Regions from separate parts of the Macaca mulatta genome. Here region 2 is linked to region 1. Evidence: chromatin contacts called from public Hi-C data. All regions are on one chromosome and are shown on one strand. The core of a region is the stretch at or near the end of the contact, and the rest is flanking DNA. Distances in the headings are between cores, read along the strand shown. Region 1 holds the start of GIMAP8 (GTPase, IMAP family member 8). Region 2 holds the start of GIMAP7 (GTPase, IMAP family member 7).

Region 1 (7,018 bases), core at 2,657-5,156:
TCTATTTCCACTCCTGATTATTGTCTGTGGGCCTCTTGTGCCTGCCTATATCTCTCTAGAATCTTCTAGAAGCAACTTGACTCTTTTAGGCCTTTGCTGCCAGCTAAGAAGGTGAAGAAAAGTCACCGTTGCAATAAAAAGAGGGCACTTTGTCTCACTTGGCAATAAACCACCACCAGCAGCAGCAGCAATAGCGGCACCCCCCACCCCCACCAAACCAAAAACAAACAAGAAAAGAAAAAGGAAACCTGTAAGCAAAGCTCAGGGGAGCTGTGTTGAATGTAGGTACAGAGTGGGGTTGAGGGCTGCAGCTGGGCACAGGGTGCCTGCGCCCCAGCAAGAGTACAGGCTGGAGGAAAGTCATTCTTTATCATCTCATTGGCCCTTGGATGGTGTCGACAAGATTTAAAAATGTTTTTATCCTCTTTATTTTTAGTTGTTTTCAGTGGGAGGATGGGCATGAAGAATCCTTGGGAAACAGGAATCAATCAAGACCTTTGGATGCCCCTGCTTGCTCTGTCTCTAGAAGCCTCAAGCCCAGTATCCCCACGCCGATGTGCTCATCTCTAGTAAAACACCAGCCTCTCAACCCTCTATCCATAAAGGCCACTAGAAAGTACTGTGATGCCAGGCTGCTCCACATCCAGGCAGCCTGGGTGACCACTGCCCTTTATGAGAATCAGAAAAAGGTGTCTCCCGAGTAGTTGGGATTACAGGTGCATGCTACCATGCCTGGCTAATTTTTGTATTTTATTAGAGACGGAGTTTCACTATGTTGGCCATGCTGGTCTCAAACTCCTGATCTCAAGTGATCCACCTGATTCGACCTCCCAAAGTGCTGGGATTACAGGAGAAGTTAAAAGTTTTAAAATAAGTATAATATTTCTTAATTACTATAACAGACATGGACTCCATTTGAACAAGATACTTAATTCCATCAAAACATTGTCAAAACATACAAATTTAGTCACAAGACACTTTACTACCATCTGCCAAAGCTGTAGGAAACACACACATTTTCCATCTTTGAAATGAAACAGCGTATAATCATGTTTTCCAAAATAACAAAGATGCGTCTGCAGTGAATAGCACTCCCTTTGATGTGGCAACTGCTCCAATCGTGTTAACAACTGTGAATTCATCTTTTTAAAAAATTCTTTTACTGTTTCTCTTCTTTTCTCTCCTCTTTTCTTTTCTTTTTTCTTGTTCCGAGACAGTCTCACTCGTGTCGCCCGGGCTGGAGTGCAGTGTCGGGATCTTGGCTCACTGCAGCCTCCCAGGTTCAAGCAATTCTCATGCCTTAGCCTCCTGAGTAGCTGGGATTACAGGCACGGGCCACCACACCCAGCTAATTTTTTGTATTTTTAGTTTAACCAGGTTGGTCAGGGTGGTCTCGAATTCCTGACCTCAGTCGATCCGCCGACCTTGGCCTCCCAACGTGCTGGGATTACAGGCATGAGCCACCAGGCCCGGCCTTATTGTTTCTATTTTCTAAATTTGTAATAAATCTGTTCCGCTTGCTGCTGTCTCTGTGTTAGTTCTCATTTCCAGCTTTGGCGCTGCAGCAGCCTCCGACTGGTCCTTCCGGGTCCTTCCCTCTCCAGCCTGACTGCTTTTTCCCCGCACCTGCCGGGCTGTCTTAGGGCCCCGATGGCGGTGGCGTTTGCCATTCTCCTTCTGCCTCAGGCGTCCTCTCCGTCATCTGACAGGCAAATGTTTACAGCTCTTCAAGACTTAGGCATTACCTTTCCCGCGCGGCCTTCGCTCCACTGTGCCTTGCAGTCTTCTCCATGGCAGTACCTGCCACAGGAAATGTCGGGTTTACTGATTTGTTTATAAGTTTATTTCCTCAGTTGGTTGTTTTTCCGTTTTGTGGGGTTTACATCGTCTCCTCTTCACTTGCATGGCAGCCTGGACGCATCTCTGTCACAGCATATTACCTCGTTTCGTGACCACAGCGTAGTCTTTTTCCCCATTCTCAGACTGAGTTAGGGCCCCTTGAGTCAGGAATTTGCCTTGCTAATCTTTGTGCCCTCTGTGTCTAATACGGTGCTTGGTCCTGGTGGATTTCTCCTTGCTTGCGTAACATGTGTCTTCCTGGCTTATTCGATTTCCGGAAGTCCAGTCCTTCTCCGCACTGTTTCACCTGCCTGCTGAGTCAGGGCTCTCAGCCCGCTGCGGAGCATTTTGCTGCACTTGTCATTAACCACAAAGCCACTAGAGGGCAGGGAGCCCCCATCCTTCCTCAGATCGGTGCCAAACCAGAACCCGGCAACCTTCCTTCTGCACGGAAATCAATTAAGCTGATTTGTTGAAAGATCATTTTGCAAAATGGTCAACTCAGCAAATAATCGACTTCCTGAATCTTTGAGGAGTTATTTGCAGCTTCAGTTTTACTCAGAGCAATCCCTGGATGCTTAATATTTCATTTAAGAATGAGTGAGCCTTTTCTTCTCTATTTTAGGGAAACAGTTTCTTGCTGAGCCTCTGTTAGTACTGCAGCGGGCATGAACTGCAGTACCTGGCTTAGGGTTTTTGTCTTATCATTTTAATGAGTTGATTTTATGTGCATTGACCTACTGCAAAGGAAGGGTGGGGGTTCTTCCAAAATAGATCCTCTTTTAATGAGGAGGCAGGTGGAGTGGGACATGGGAGGAGGGGCTTTGTCAGTTTTCCCCATCAAGATGTGTCCTGTGTGTCCCCAAACCTCTTCTTGGGCCATCCCAGCATAACCAGGGTTTCCTTCAGGTTCATAACAAGGTAGAGCAGCCCTCAAGGCTGGCGCATGAAGACCAGTCCACGGAGAGGGTGGATCCCTTGGGATGTGATAGGCTGACAGCAGCACCCCAAAGCCTGTGGTTTTGACTACTATAGAGACTTCATATCTGAAGCATGCCCCTCTACTTCAGCTACCCCCACTGCTCCTCCTTCTGTGGGGTCCCTTTGGAAAGCTCAGCACCACCTCAGACATTTGGAAAACTGCAGTGAGCTCCAGTCCCTCGAGGCCCCAGCCTCTGCATTCCGTGAAGACAGCCCGGCGTGCAGAGTGCAGACGGTTCCGCACTCACTTGGACGAACCTCGAGGGCATTCTGCTCAGTCTCAGAAGGGCAGACATTGTGGGACTCCACTCACATGAGTATCTGACGTTGCCAAAAATCATAGAAACAGGCCAGGCGTGGTGGCTCACACCTGTAATCCCAGCACTTTGGAAGGCCGAGGCAGGTGGATCACTTGAGGTTAGGAGTTCAAGACCAGCCTGGCCAACATGGCAAACCCCATTTCTACTAAAAATACAAATATTAGCCATGTGTGGTGGCGGATGCCTAATCCCAGCTACTCGGGAGGCTGAGGCAGGAGAATAGCTTGAACTTGGGAGGTGGAGGTTGTAGTGAGCCGAGATCTCACCATTGCACTCCAGCCTGGGGAACAGAGCAAGACTCTGTCTCAAAAAAAAAAAAAAAAAAAAAAAAAATCATAGAAATGGAAAGTAGAACGGTGGTTACCCGGGCTGGGGTTTGGGGAGGGGAGTTGGGGTGTAATGGGGAGAATCTGGGTGCTGCAGGATGAAAAGTCCTGCAGACCTGGCACACAACAATGTGAATGTACTTTCTACCGTGGTTAAGATGGTACATTTAATGTTACATCATTTTTACCCCAGTAAAGGTTTTTAAAGAAGTCTTCCTCCGTGTTTGACTTCCTTATGAAGTAGAGACCAGGGATTTGGGACACTATGTTCTTTCACAAAAGGGGTTTCATTTTGTGAAATATTTGAAAGCATCGAAGCATGGCATTTCACATGTTTTGCAAGCTGGGGAAAAGCATTCATTCCCTGAGAAGCAGCGCTGGTCTGTCAGGCTCGGAGTTCCCTGGGTTGTGGGTTTTAGGGAAGGCAAGGGAAGCGAGGAAGGACTTGTTAGAGGAAGTCCTAAAGGCCACTTCAGAGCACACAGAGGCCAGGAGCTGGCTTTGCTCGGAGCCTGTAGCGGAGCCCCAATCTCTGTCCTCTCAGGAACAGGAACCGGCTTGACGTCCTTCTCCTGCCCTATCCAAGCCCCTGTTCTTGCAGCCCTTCTGAAGCTCAGCCTGGCACCCGCCCCGGTGCCCCAGCCCCTGGCCAAGTCTCTGCTGTCATTTCTCCTCCCTCCTCTCAGTCTACAGCTGCGGGAGAGGCCAGGCTCCTCAGTTTCTGCTGTGTTGTGACTCCACAAGGCACTCAGCACCCAGGGAAGGCACGTGTGTCCCCAATGCTGGCTCCTCCCTGAGCCCTGATGGCTCTTGACGTGCTGAGCCTGTGGCCTGCACACGGAACTTCCTCTCCAACTGCATGCCTCTGTGATTGTGAAGGCTGTTTCTAGAAATCTCTTCCTTTGCAGAAACACCCGAAACCCTCCTGCCAGGAGGACCAGGCCTGGGAAGAGGGTTGCTCTCCGGTGTTCTCCCCTCACCCTCCTCGCCCTCCTCACATCCTGTGCCCTGGGGGACCAGCAGCTGCTTCCACCCAGGTGAGAGATGGAGGGATGGAGCCAGGTGGATTGCAGAGCCTGGAGACTGGGACGCCATGGGACAGGACTGCAGTGCATGTGTGACGTGTGCACACGTGTGTAGATGTGTGTGCTGGTGCATAGCTGTGGGGGAGGATGGGCTTGGCACCGGGAAGGTCGCCTGTTCAGCCATGGGAGAAGAGGCTGCTTGTGGGGTTGGATCGCAGGGACCCTGGAAAGCTTTCCTCCTGGTCCAAAGCGTGTCTCCCCAGCCTGGTGGGGAGCAGATTCCGCAGGATGGGGACAGAGGCACATTCCCAGACATCGGTGAGAGTGGCTGTCCTGACAGAAGTTGCGTGGGGGAGTGGGCGTGAGCCCTGAAGAGGAGGAGGGCTGAGGCTGGCAGAAGGGAGGAAGAAGCAGGCGGAAGGAGCCTGTCAGAAGTCCCATGAAGCTAGATGGTGCCGCAGAGCAGCCCCCAGGAGGAAGCCAGCGGCGCTCCTAAAGCAGGGGGTGGGGGGATGCTGATTTTTCCATGTCTGCTTTTCTGGTATTTCCTGCCCCTTGCACAGTTAGGATTCTGTGAACTGGGCATTGGAGGGGTCAATACCTTACCAAAAACAGTATTTCTCATTTCATCTACATTTCAGCCAACCTGGCCCTCAGCAGTTAACCCCTTCCCTTCCTCTTGATGGTTGCCCTGCTGGGCTGGGCCTAAGGTCTCCCCCACGCTGGGCTCTGGAGCCATCTCTGACCACCCTGCTCTATAAGTGGGAACTGTGACTAGATGTGGGATGAATCCTCGCATGGCTGGACGCTGTGCTCAGATGCCTGAGTCCACATTTGCCTTGGGCTGTTTCCTGAGAAGGAGGCGGAGGCTGCCTTTACAGTCTTCAGTGAATTACAGGAAGAACGCTCTCTTTTTCTCTCAGTTGCTCTGCTGGGGCCTCCAGAGTGGCCTGGGAGATTGAGCAGAGGGAAACGTGGGCTGGCAGAGCGTGAGGGAGGGTGAGTTTGGGTTCCTTTTTGTCCTTAAGTGCACTTTCTACATGCTGGGCTGAAGGGCTACCAGCTGGGAAGCTGTATGTGTGGTAGGAGTGTGCATGTGTGCGTGCATGTGTGTGTGCGTGTGTGTGCAGGTCTTGACATCATGTGGAGCTGCAGGCAGGAGTCCAGCAAAGATTCATCGGTTTGGTCATACTCTGCTGGGGAACCATGCAAGGCTGTGCCGCCTAATTGGGAAAGAAATTTCTTTCTTCTTCAGGCCTGTGGGAGGCCTCTGCTTCCTTCAGCTTGCTGTTTACTCACTAGTGTCTTTTTTTCTTACATTAATTTGCAGAGACATCTCACTTCACTTGCATATATATATATATACACACACACACAATTTAAGTCACTTCCCTTTTACTATTCAAAGTGACATCTCTTTTGTCTGCTTCTCAGTTCTTTTTTTTTTTTTTTGCTTTGAGACGGAGTCTCGCTCTGTCGCCCAGGGTGGAGTGCAGTGGTGTGATCTCAGCTCACTGCAACCTCTGCCTTCCAGATTTCAAGCAATTCTCCTGCTTCAGCCTCCCAAGTAGCTGGAACTACAGGCACCCACCACCATGCCCGGCTAATTTTTGTACTTTTAATAAATATGGGGTTTCATCATGTTGACTAGGCTGGTCTCAAATTCCTGATCTCAAGGGATCTGCCCGCCTTGGCCTCCGAAAGTGTTGGGATTACAGGAGTGAGCCACTGTGCTCGGCCTTCCTCTCAGTTCTAAAAACCGTTTTTCTTCTTTTCTTCATATTTCTGTCTCTCCTGTGATCGACCATTCATTTAACACCACGTATTGAGCATATACTACATGCCAGGCACAATGTTAGGGCCTGGGGACACAGAACAAAACAGGCATGTTTGGAGTTTTGGCATATGCCATTATGGAGCTTTGTACCAGGGGTAGTACAGAGAAAATTTAGAAATTTAAAAATAAAATTAATAAATAATTATAAAATAATAAATAATATCAGATAGAATCAATGTTATTTAGAAAATTGAGGACAGACAGGAGATAGAGATAGGGCATTAGCGTGAAAGCTTCTCTCCATAGGGTGTATCTGGGTGAAAGATGATCTTAGAAGACCCTGGTGCTGATTAGGTTTGAACCCACCAGAAGTATTTTTCCCCTGGTGGATGGTTCTGCGGTTCTGAGGTGTTTGAGGCTGTGGTGGGCTCTGCCTTGTGCCGTGCAGCCATCCAGATGATTCCAGAGAGAGGCCTCTGTCAAGGCCCTCATGGGCTTCGCCTCGCCCTTTTTGAAAGTGAGCTGTGCCACTGCCTTTACTACCTCCCTGGGTCATTCCCTGCAGTGCGGCCTCTTCCCTGAGTGCCACAGACCCCATTTTTTGAAAAGGTATGAACCACCAAATCACTGCACAGAAAAAGGGCTAAAGGACTTTCCCACTCTTCACTGTCTTTGGCGTATCTGCTGCATTTTGCTTGTTTTTCAAGTCAATAACCATCAACCCAGAAACAAGTATTTATCAGATACTTT
Region 2 (7,018 bases), core at 1,497-3,996, 110 kb after region 1:
TAGCAAGGATTGCCAGAAACCACTAGAAGCCAGAAAGAGGCAAGGAAGGATCCTCCCCTAGAGTCTTCAGAGAGAGTGTGGCCTTGTTGACACCTTGTGGCCTCAAGAACTGTGAGACAATAATTTTTTCTTGTTTTAAGCTACCCAGTTTGTGGTAATTTTTTACAGCAGTCCTGGAAACTAATACAAACTTGATATTGGGAGGTACCAGTGACTGTTGCTTTATATAGCAAAAGAGTCTTTGTAGATGTGTAGATGTGATTAAATTAAGGCTTTCACAGTGAGGAGACTGGATTATCTAGATGAGTTTAAATCTGAACACAAAGATCTTTCTAAGAGGGAAACAAGAAAGTCAAAGAAGGAAGGCAATGTGAAGATGGCAGCAGAGATTGGTGCTATGCAGCCACAAGCCAAAGAACACTAGTAGCATAGAGATGCTGGAAGAGGCCAGGAACAGATTCCCCCATGGAGCCTCTAGAAGATGCCCTGCTAATTAACTTGATTTTATCCCCATAATGCTCATTTTGGACTTCTGACTTCCAGAACTGTAAGAGGAAAATTTTATGTTGTTTTATGCCACAACATTTTTGGTAATTTGTCATGATAGCAATAGCAAGCTGATACTCGAAGGTTACATAGTTAATTTGTGTAAGAGCTAGAACAGTACTATACCTTTCATCTCCTGTTATTATTTCTGCACTATCTTAATAAGTTAAGCTTTGCATTTATCTAGCATTGTGGCAGCAGAAAAAAAGCCCCGAGTTTTGTGCACACACACATATACACATACACACAAAATCAAAAACATAATATTCCTTTTTTATTTTTATTTTTAAACACAGTATTCTTTTTTATATATTTCAAGTGAATCATTTAATGTGAGTGAGGCCGAGTTAGATGTTACCATAAGTATTAACAGAAGAAAAAGGGAAAGTAAGGACATTTTCCCTCTACCATGAAAGGGTCTGATGCAAGATAAACTAGCCTGTTGGTTTAACAATAGCTCATTAAAAAGGCCAGAGAATCTGGGAGAAGATGTATTTGGAAGCACTATCCTCTGAAGGACCATTCCCAAGAGGACAGCAAAATACTGAAAAAATTAACTGACTCAAAAATTATATTGAGAGATCAAGAGAGTTAGTCACAGCTTAGAATAATTTCCAGAATAAATAACACTAGCTAGATTAGTAGTTCTGATGTTTCCTTGGAGTTGTCATAGCACTCTGTGTGAACCGAAGGGACTACAAACTGATGCCCCTTTGAACAGAGTGATTTTAAAATAATAGCTTCTCCAGTGCGCCAACTGTGTTTTCAAGTATAATTCTGGTATTTGTACCTAGCAATACAGAAGAAAAAGCAGCAAGGAGAAAGTGTCAAGTATATAGGACATAAAATGATTTGGCAGCCCTAGAATTCCCAATATGAGTCTTTTTCATCAGGAAAATCACAATCTGGCTCAGTCCAGGGTAACACTGGAGGCAATGACACTGATGGCTTGTTATAAGCAGGAGGCAACAGTGAAAGTATTGAATCCTGGCTATCTTCTTTCATCTGTTTGAAGAAAACATGGGACTATAAACTGCTTGCTGATGGCCTTTTCTCCAGATCTTGTTGCAAACACAGTGGTAAAAAGCTAAATAAGGCAGGAGAGACGGTTTTTGAGGATGGTGTGTGTAATCGGTCACTATTTACTGTGTGAGTTCCACTGGAGATAAGCACACTTGCTCCAATCCCAGAGTCTACACCTGACCGGGAATCTTTCATTTTGGATTCTGATTGTGGGAAAATACTGATATCCAATGGGCTATAAGGGGGAACTTTCAGTTTCTGTAACAGCATCTGAGTTCTCTTCATATCCTGGAAAGGCACCTGCGTACTGGCTAATTCACATGTTGTAATCCCAACACTGTAAATATCTGACTTCACATTATACCCATGTAAATCCTGTCTCAGTAGTTCTGGACTCAGCCATGGTTGCACTGATGTGCTGAACTGTGGGAAATCATACACAGCCCTATGGCTCTGTCCATGCTTAACCAAACTATGCAGATGAGACAGGCCAGAGAGGGTCACGAGGCCATCATCAGAAATGAGGATATGGCTGGCTTTACTACTCCTATGAATACAGCCATATTGGTGCAGATAGTTCAGTCCTCTCACTGCTCCAAAGAGAATGTTTCTTATTAAAGTTTTACCCATTCCTTCAGGAAAATAGGCCCTCAAGAGTTGACTTGCTGAACCATAGGCCATAAATGGAGAAATAACTCAAAGCCAGCTGTCAACACTGAAAACTGTCCAATAAGTTGTAATATTGGGATGCCAGAAAAAGTGGGATAGAATCATGGCTTTCTGTAAAACTTTCGACATTCTTCATTGCAGTTTTCCAGATTTGTAACTTTTATAGTTACCAGTGTTCCTGTAGGAGTATGCCGTGCAAGATGGACAGAAGTCAAGTTGTCAAATCCTCTTCCTATTTCTACTTGGAGCTCATAGTGAGAAATGTTGATGGAACATACTACTTCACTGGCTCTAGTGGATGGACCCGACCAGGAAAGGGTTGGCTCATCGACCAAGTATTGATGGATGCTGGTTTCAGGTTTGTGTTTTGGGTTTGAGTGATCCAACTTGTGTTCTTGAAGTGCAGAAACAATCCAAAGGAGACACCAAATCGCTTTAGTTCACAGAAAGTGACAAAAATCCAAATATTCAAAAGAAGGCTTTTGTTTCATCTTCCTTTCAAGATGCAGATACATCATACCTAGCGGCGACCACGGCCAGCGACTCCCTTCAGGCTGCCAGTGGTGCGGACCTGGGCAGGTGCCGGAGCCCGGATCATGGAGGGGCAAGGCGAGTGCTCTAGGCCCGCTCCTGGCATGGGGTGCTGGAGGGTGGCAAGGCCGCGACAGGGGCTATGGGCTTGGAACTCTAAACATAGTATTCTTATGGAGCCAACCGGAATATCTGGTCAACTGCGAGAGCTTTGGGAGCATGCCTCTCACCTCAAGAAACCTCCAGAGCAGATTGGAACCATCCACTGGGTAAATTTGGGAAAATCTATCTCTGCCTGAGACTGGAGTAGGAAGATGTGGGGTAGAGAGGAAGGTGGGGAAGGGATGTAGGATCTATTCCATGGGTGCATCTTTACTTGTTAGGTCATGCGTATTTTCAAACTTGGAAGAATTATATGAAAAGCAACTAGAGAAACTATGTGGTCAAGGGCAGATTATTTTTCCAGGCCTCACCTTCCTTTTTTTCCATGGTTCCTAATGATTTAGACTCTGCCTTTGAGCCTCAGTGCTGTTAACTTTTGAATGAGTAACTTGAGGCCTTCCTGAAAGACTACAATTAAAAACCCATATTACACAATCAGTAAGAACCCCCAGCTCTACGCTTGGAAACAGCAAGGTATATGCCTGTCTCCCTTCTTCCCCAAATCACCCCTCAGCCTCCCACTCCACCCAGGGAAGAGAATCAGATCCTGTGCCTTGTTTTCTAGGCAATATTTGGGTCGTTTAATAAGGCTTTTTTGCACCCATCACTATAACCTGAAGCAAAAATTGTAGCTTTGGAAATGGTGTTTACAGCAGGCCCATGGGCAAAAGGTTTCAACCAGCAAAATTGAAGCAATCACCAGATTATGGATCAGTATTTCTGTTTCTTTAAAGACAAACTTTTTTTTTTTTGTGGCTCCACCCAGTCTGAGCTTCCTGACTTAGAGGCTTTGGTGGGGGTGCAGGCACTTCTGCCTCATAGTCAAAGCAAAAGCAACAGCTCAAGCAGCCTCCTTGGAGAAAATCTGAAAATTCAACTTGTTCAAGAGAAGGTGAGCCTGGCTGAGAAGAGGGCCGGGGGTATCAGGCTGTGAAGGGCAGTGAGGACAGGATGTGTGGGTGGAGTGGACTCTGCCCTTAGGAGGGACAAGGCACTGTGCCAGCAGCACTGCAGAGAAGGGACTGTGGGAGGGGTGAGTAGGAAGGGGAGTGAGGAGATTTATTTGCACTTGAAAACTCAACTTGTTCAAGAGAAGATGAGCCTGGCTGAGAAGAGGGCTTGGTGCTATTGGGCTGTGAAGGGCAGTGAAGACAGGGTGTGTGGGTGGAGTGGACTCTGCCCTGAGGAGGGACAGGGCACTGTGCTAGCAGCACTGCATAGAAGGTGTTGTGGGAGGGGTGAGAAGGAAGGGCAGTGAGGAGATGTGTTTGCTGAGTCTATGCATCTCATATGTAACAGAACATGCGTGGCTGCATAGTGCACCCTCCACTCACTGGCTGTTGTGATAGACACAGAGTATTGCCTGATAACCTGCATAAGAAATTAAGGGCTCCTAAGGCAGATTCGTAGAGGTGACAGGCAATTTAGGGTCCACCTGTCTAAGTCCCTCTTCTTACTGAAAAAGAATCAGAATCCCAATTCAAGGGGTACCCAGAATCCTAACCCAGAATCCCAAATCCAAGGGGTACCCAGATCACTCATGGCAGAGGAACACTAGAATTCAGCCTGCTGAGTTTTTCCAGCATTAAGCAGAGACAAGCTGTGTCCCTAACAGTATAACTTGTGGGGCTGCTCCGCCATTCAATACAAAAAGAGTTGCTATAAAAGACCTTTATAGAAATCACTCTATGAAAGCCTAAGGACAACCCTGCAAGATTGGTTTTATTTTCCCTTTTTATAGCGGAGGGAACTAAATCTCAAGGAGCTTATGAAATTTTCTAGAACTGTTGGGTCTGGCCACAGTTTAGAACTGTCCACCTCTGTTGTAAATGCTTTTGTCACTTCTCAGCCTGTCTCTTAGCTGGAGGTCCTCTGGATCTCCAAGAACCACTTGAGAAAGTTTTAAAGTGATTTTTCTGACTGTCTCTCTCACGTTTGGCTTCTCAATATGGGAGAGATGGAAAAGTCCATGAGAAATGCAGAGCCCTCCTCACGGTTCCCTTATCACAGGCTGGCTCCCAGCTCACTTTTTTGCAGAAAGTGTGGATCATCTCCTTTGCCCTCCACTGATCTATCTCTGATGCCATGTCAATGAAAATTTAGAATCATGGCCTGAGAGTAACCAAGAACAGGCGGTAGAGTGCAAGGTTAAGAGTGAGCATGGTAGAGTCAGACAGACTTTGAATCGAATGTCTTCTCTGCTCAATACCTATTAGCACAGTGACCAGAGGCATGTTTCCCAGAATTTTTGAGCCACACCAGCTTCCTCATTTAAAAAATTAGAATAATAAAATTAGTTTCACTGTAGAGTATTTTTGAAGAGTAAACGAAATATACAAAACATGTTTTATCAGGGTGTTCTGATATGCATTATATACTCGATAGTGGTTACACTATACATGGGTTCATTTTTTTATTTGAGGAAAATTTATACTTATTCAAAGGTAAAAATAATATAAGGAACTTCCTTGTACCTATACTACAATCTAACAGTTGTCAATTTATGCCAGTCTTGTTCAACTATCTGCTCCTATTCTCAACTCTATCACAGATTATTTTGAAGCAAATGTCAGACATTACATCATTTTATCAGTAAATATTTGCATATGTGTCTCTGAAAGATAAAGAGCATTTAAAAGCATTTCCACAATTTCATAAACAGGCTTCAAAAGACAATTATAAATTTTAATACTACCAGTTGTATTCAGATTTCCCTGAAGATCTCATAATTTTTAAAATCATTTGAGGTAGGATCTAAGTAAAATTCATACATTACAATTGTTTGACATCTCTTAAGTTTCACTTAATGTTGTGTTAAATTTCTTTGTTTAAGGAAGGGAAGGTCTTTTGTCCAACAGAACTGGACAGTATTCATACTGCTGAATGCATCCTAACAATGTCATTTAACATTCACTTCTAGCTCTAGTGTTTTCTGTGAATTTATATTAATGGGGAGGTTGGATCAGATTAAAGTTTGACTTTGTTTTTTTAGTGGGAATACTTCATAGATGCTATCCTAAACTTCCATTAGAAGGCACATAATATTTGAGTGTCTCTCTTTTTGTGATGTTAGCAGATGTTAATGATTGTCTAGAATGAATTTGTTTCATTAAAAGTTACCAAAAGATGATATTCTATCATTCTTTATTCATTTATTAGATGGAATAGTCCTATGCAAAGGAACTTTCATTCAGCGATTCTTTCACTTTTGTGAGATATAGTTAAAAGATGAGATGTATGAAAGACAAAATAAATGCTTCTTTCCCTTTAGTTGTCATTGTTCAGCATGATGAGTCACTTTCCTAGCATACTTCCAAGGGAGCAATTAGCTTCTTTCAGGAACATGGTGTTGTTATAAACTACTGGATTTCAATATATTTGGTATATTTTAATCCATTGGAACAATCTTTATTAGTGATGCTCAAATTGTTCCATCTTTGTCCAGTTGGAACCTCTTTAAGATAGCTTCCAAGTTCTTCTGATAAAACTAAGTAATTTTTGATAACATCCCTGCTTTCTAGTATGAAAGATGTTATAGGCTAAACTTGTATGTTTACTGGCCCAGACCTGCAATCAGTACTTTTTCCTAGTAGTCCTAATTTATTTTGTGGGAAATGCCATTTGAAGATCACAATCTGGGTGTTAAGTGCACTCATTGCTACTTGGCTGACCATGGTTTATGCCTTTTAGATGGACTTCAAAACAGTACACACACATACACACACACACACACACACACAGTGAAATTATTAATACTATATTTTCAAGCCTCTCAGGACAAATCTTTGTGTGGTTCATCCTTGACACAAAATGCAATTAGGTTTATTTGTTCCATTTCTTTTAACTTTTACTGGTGTTTTAAAATATAATTGTTATTGTACAATTATGTAAACCATTGAAATGGTCTCAAGATCAAATTTGCAAAAACAAAGGATATTCAAAGAAGTCTAATGACCATTTTCTGTTCCTGTCCCTTGTACCTTGTTCCTCCCATCTTCATATAAATAATTCTTTCATTTGTTTAGTTTTCAAATGGTTCTGCCATTGCTTTTTCACATGCACATAAAAATTATTTATACATAAAACT

Evidence for each region. A called contact is a pair of places that touch in the nucleus more often than the background predicts.
Region 2: a Hi-C map of CD4 T cells shows a contact between it and region 1, with 9 times the contacts expected there. The contact joins the promoter of GIMAP7 here to the promoter of GIMAP8 in region 1. A contact is called at or near these places in 3 of 14 Hi-C or Micro-C datasets (CD4 T cells, blood and liver).

What each region holds. Positions count from the first base shown.
Region 1 is chr3:189,835,209-189,842,226 of T2T-MMU8v2.0, forward strand. It overlaps GIMAP8 (GTPase, IMAP family member 8), which reads left to right and starts at 3,907. Exons shown (of 5, transcript XM_001098321.5): 1 at 3,907-4,503.
Region 2 is chr3:189,941,484-189,948,501 of T2T-MMU8v2.0, forward strand. It overlaps GIMAP7 (GTPase, IMAP family member 7), which reads left to right and starts at 2,747. Exons shown (of 3, transcript XM_015135272.3): 1 at 2,747-3,038; 2 at 3,698-3,823. It also overlaps the pseudogene LOC713371.